Linked DNA regions of Bactrocera dorsalis: region 1 is linked to region 2. A link is a contact called in public Hi-C data. All regions are on one chromosome and are shown on one strand. Each heading gives the region's core, a stretch centred on a gene start, on an enhancer-like site or on the middle of the called end of the contact. The rest is flanking DNA. Distances are from core to core; before and after follow the strand shown. Region 1 overlaps LOC105222901 (kinase D-interacting substrate of 220 kDa). Region 2 holds the start of LOC125777750.

Region 1 (2,700 bases), core at 67-2,566, 51 kb before region 2:
CCCTGCGGATTCTGACCCAAACGATGCAAATTCGAGCCAATAGAACTGGCCACCGACTCGGAGAGACGCATCTTCTTGCCGCTGCGTCCGGGATTGTGCGAGGTGCGCAGTTTCTCTTGACTGGACATTATTTCTGATGCATTGGACAAGCGACGTGCCGACACCGAATGTCCCAGTGTTGGACCATCCTCGTTAGGGAACTCACTGTAGTTGCGTTTGAAGAGCATAGCGGTCATTTGTGCGCGTTGCACTTTACGCAAACCAGAGTTCTGCAAGTACACCGGCAAGTGCACCAAATTGCGCAAGAAATCATGGCCACCAATGCCACCTTCGGTGAAGAGACGTCTGCTATTAGCCTCTGCTGCTTTGGCAATAACATGCGGGTCGACAGCGATGAGCAGAACAAATGGACGATTCGGCGAGGAGAGCAGCGTTTGTATGGCGTTGAGCACACAAAGTATGCGCTCCGTATCACATGAGTCTAATGCGTCCACCACGCCCACAAGACGGCTTTGCTGATTCGTAAAAGCATCCAGGCACTGTGGGGGCACAAGCATATTTATTGCAAGTTTTTACTGCGAAATCACACCTACTTACCTTCACCATATCGGTCATAAGCGCCACCTCGGCGCCCATTGCAGTCAGTGGCGCGCCCTCATTAAGACGCACCGAGCGACGCAAATGGCGCCCTTGTGAAATGAAGAGCGAACCGAATGCCTTCGCCAGTCCGTGTAAATTCGTGCAGATAATAGTCACTAATATCGCGCAAATTACATAAATCGAAACGAGTATACTTTCTTGTTCCTCAGCCGAAGCGTACGTGAAGTACGCCACCACGAGCGAGATACCCGTAATAAGTGTTAACAGACATAACTCGAAAATGATCACAAGCGGCATGCAACACATGCGACGCCAACGCCAACCGGATGTCACTTTTAACGCCTTGGGACGAAACGCGCGATACAAGCGTGTCGACAGCCAACCATAGTGCGATTCGATGGCTTCATAGAGCGCAGCCAACATATGTGTAACCGCACTCTCGCCCGTAGGCGACGCGCTACTCGCCTCAGCAAAGTGAAAACGCACCGGCTTCGCTTGTGCGTCCGCTTGCGCGCCGGGCGGATGACAGAATGCCACTTGTAATATGAGACGTAGACGACCGAAGCGCTTCATAATGCCATGTTGCACCGAATAGGCCCAGTAGACGTCCATATGGTTGTTGGCATAATTAATACTGGCAAGCAGGAGGTATGTGAACACTAAATAAAGCACTGCCGCTATACCTCCCCACATGGCAGACCACGAAGATAGGCCGACTACGGTGCCCAGTACTAGCGCAATGTGCAGATTTACCAGGAACATCAAGCCACTCGTATTGATGGGCGGTTCCGCCCACTGGCGCGCGAAATTATTCATCTCATCGCGTAGTTTGTTGAGCAGAAAACTTTTACCGCTACCCCATTTGGCGTACAAACCGACCGTAATGGGTGTGGTTAGCGTGGGTTCACTCAGTACATCAGCCAAAGCGGACGAGTACAATTCATAGCCGAGCATGCCTTCCGAGTCTTCATTCGTATTGAGACGACGCGCGCCAAACACCTGTCCCAGTATAGTTTTTTGATGTATGGTATCGATATTGTATGGCGTCTCACCGGCTTTATTGGCTCTGTACAAGAGTTGACTATTTTTGGGGTTGCGCAGCAATGCCTCCACAATCGCTTTGGAACGCGCGCGCATAGCAATGTGCAAGCAGGTGTCACCGCGCTTATCGCTCGCCGTCACCTTTGCCTTGCGATCCAACAGCATTTGCACCATTTCCAGATTACGATTGCGCACGGCGCGCAGCAGCGCGGTATCACCGTCTTTAGTCGCCGCCTCAAGATCGGGATTGGTGGACAATAGCATCTTTACGATATGCGTGTGACCTTTCTCCACCGCGGTGTATATAGCGGTTTTCCGATCCTTGCCTTGTATATCGACATCAGCATGCTTCTTAAGCAGCGCTTCAACAACGCCACGATGACCACCCTTGACGGCATGTATGAGGGGCGTATCGCCGGCACGATCTTGTATGTTGATGTAGGCGCCAGCGGCGATAAGAGCCGCGCATATTTCCTACGGGAGAAATAAGGAATCATCGAATTATTTTTATAGCATATACTAAATTGACGGCGCGCTGTACCCACCTGGAAGCCCTCACGACTCGCAATCGCCAACGCTGTCATGCCATCCTTATCCAGCGCATTAACATTGGGTTTCTTCTCCAGCAGTGAGGTAACACAGTCTGTATGTCCACCTGAGGTGGCTACCAGCAGTGGTGTCCACGAATACATGCCCGCTGTGTCGACATTAGCACCGGCCTTTAGTAGCGTATCGACAATCTCAGCATTGCCTTTGCGGCACGCCCACACCAAGGCTGTTGTGCCATACTTGTCGCCGACATTCACCTTAGCACCGCGTTGCACCAACAATTCAACAATATCTCTGAAGCCACGACCTGCTGCCCACAGCAGTGGACCCAAATGATAATTGCCATGCACATTCACGTCCGCGCCTTTCTCGAGCAGAAAACGCACCAGATCGGTGTGGCCACGGTAAGCGGCCCACATTAATGCCGTCCAACCGCCCTGTTCAAAAGAGAGAGGGAGAAGCACGACAAGTGTTAAGGAGAAGCGTTCGGCGAGGTATGTTATGCAAAAA
Region 2 (2,700 bases), core at 45-2,544:
TAGATAAAAAAGTATATATTTGTTACAAATAAGGGAGTAGTACTATCATTGAAGTTAAAGCGTCAAAGCTGCCTATGTAAGTAGAGGTGTATAATTTCTCACAGGGTCTGTACCACACACAAGCATTGTGCATCAATAACAATATGCAGACAAAAGGTACACGGTAGACCGTATATATGTGCAGTATACACGAATGTTTGTACGTGTATGTGTGTGTGCAAATAAAGATTCTTATCAGTTAGTAATTGCAAAAATGTTATATGACAACGAGAGATTATCAGCTTCAGCGCTACAAGTGGCGGCAGCACATACGCACAAACCGAGTTATTTATGTGCAAAATTGTATATTCATACATATGCATATGTATATGGGTATATAGTATGTATAATACATATATATTAACATTTTACTATGTGCGCGCGTATGTATTTATGTGTTTATTGTATTTGAAGCGACAGTCCATGTCCGCGGCGAACAAACAAATAGGAACGCGATAACTAAAAATAATAAACAAATAAAAAAAGAACTCATAGCGCTATATGCCTGTTGTTGCCAACAGTGTTTTTTACCTGTATCGAGCTTCCGGTCTTTTGTAGGGACAGACGCAAAAATCCAAAAGGAAAAATACTGCCATAATTGCCAGAGTCACGGCGAATTTGCAAAGCGGCGCCAGCAGCCGCGCTCGATGGGCTGCGACAGGAGGGCGAAGCCGAGGCGGGATTTAGCGGTGACATTTCGGAGAAAGCGCGACCCATTTGCATGAGACGCGGCGGAGTGCGGCGCGTTTGTTCGCCGACAGCGCCCTCCTCAGGCGCCTCATCCTCTTGGGTGGTGCTGAGCGCTTTCTTCATAATAATTTTTTCACTTTTAACTTTTAAGTGTAAGGAAATTTGTACAACAATAATAACAAAAATTATTTGTTGGATGGGAAGCACAAATTTATTTTTTTACGAATTTCACACTTTTTCGTAACTTTTTTTTTTAATTTTCTAAAACACACACACACGCGCGCACAGTTTGGAGTAAAAGTCATCACAATTTCGTTCGAAAGCAAATCAAAATTAATGTACAAAAAGACAAACAAACATATGTACTTGTACATATGTATATAGTAAGGAATGTTCACCGTTCGCCGCGCGTGGCGTGGTTCCGAGCAGCGTGCGGTAGGCGGGGTGATGGGGCGGCGTATACTAGTACACGTCTATGAATGTGCGAATTTAGTCGTCTGCGCGGCGAGTGACTAAACTCAACTAAATAGCGGCGTGCGCGCGCGAGCTGACTAATGGCGCGTATCAACTCGAACTACCGTTAAACCAATCATTAGGCTCCGAAAACAAAGGCCACACAGGCAGCAGCGTATTTTTGCGATTTTACCCCATTTAACGCTGAGCCGTGGAAATCACGGACCTCTAATAATGTAGTTATGTATATGCTTTCTTCACTTCACTGATTAGTTTAGTCTCGCCGCGCAGCTCCCGTAACCGCGCGTCGCTGACAGTGACTGCATAAAAATGCCCGTCGTAGTCTGTCATAAACCGCCAGAGCTGAGACAATGTACGGTACTATCATAGAATGCACTGCAGTCCCGGCATACATATGTATGTACCCACACGTCTAGGGGTAATTTGTATGTCAAAGCTGATAGACAGCTCGATGAGATAAGAGCTGCTTACACAGACGCATAGCGGCTTAGTGACTCTGTGAAGAGCAAATTTTTGTGTTGAGTAAAACAATTTTATTTGGTAAACAAAATGTTTTTGGTGGTTTTCGACAGCGTACCGCATACATATGTAGGTATGTATGTATGTATATACATAGGACCAACTTGTTATATTATACTGAAGCGCTCAACTACTTGCACAGCCAAGGCAATTATGAGCACCATTTAGTATTTTGATGTTCTATTATACATACATACATACATACATATTTGCTCAGCATAAACACTCGGCCGCTCACCTCATCAGCAGACCTGACGCAGTCGACATACGTTCGAGATAATCAGCTGAAAAGCACAGGTGGCTTTCTTTTTGTTTAGAAACAACTACAATTATGAGTAAAACAAATGCAGCCGAATATAGAATAGTTGTTCCAACAGTTGATAATACAAAGCTTTGAAAGCAAAGAGAGCTGGTGATGAACATAGGGCTTCAGGTCAGTAGAGCACAGTTACAAATTTTTATATTTTGTGAGATACTGCTCAACTTCAGAGTAGTTTTTCGCGCACTTATGGTTACATAGATAGATAGATAGATAGTGTTATGAGGTAATGCACCGCGACCTAAAGTCTATTGTGCCCTCTCCTGTATCGCATGTCTTCCCAGAGTCCCAACGGTCTGAATAGTTCCAGGAGTTTGCCGGACGCTACTGAGATGATATGATCCCTGCTGATATAAATGGGATCCAGGGCCTTAAGCCTTTTTCCACAGATTGCTGTGCAATCCAGGATTAGGTGTGCTGGTTTTTCCTGTTCCAGGTCGCAGAACCGGCAGTTAGCACAGAAGACCATGCCCATGTTGGACAGGTGTTTCCTGAGCTTGCAGTGCCCTGTGTAGATCGCGACGAGGAGACGGAATTTGTCACGGGGGAGGCGAATCAGTTCCTTGAACCAGGAGAGATTTTACCCTCCTAGAAGCAGCTTGGCGTGGCGCATACTTGCTGCCTGTTGCCAATGTCGTTACCTCTCCATATGGTCAACA

Evidence for each region. Hi-C and Micro-C count contacts between places; a contact is called where the count stands out from the background.
Region 1: a Hi-C map of whole body shows a contact between it and region 2, with 2.5 times the contacts expected there. The contact joins the enhancer-like site here to the promoter of LOC125777750 in region 2. A contact is called at or near these places in 2 of 2 Hi-C or Micro-C datasets (both in whole body).

What each region holds. Positions count from the first base shown.
Region 1 is chr3:69,499,982-69,502,681 of ASM2337382v1, reverse strand. It overlaps LOC105222901 (kinase D-interacting substrate of 220 kDa), which reads right to left. Exons shown (of 14, transcript XM_029548934.2): 4 at 2,187-2,627; 5 at 598-2,115; 6 at 1-539. Among protein-coding and RNA genes, the nearest start is that of LOC105222900, 20 kb to the left of the region's middle. Within about 2 kb of position 1,316, the one cell type or tissue checked has open chromatin away from gene starts, as enhancers often do.
Region 2 is chr3:69,449,358-69,452,057 of ASM2337382v1, reverse strand. LOC125777750 reads left to right here and starts at 1,294. Exons shown (of 2, transcript XM_049453205.1): 1 at 1,294-1,426. All of the region lies in intron 1 of LOC105222901 (kinase D-interacting substrate of 220 kDa), which reads right to left.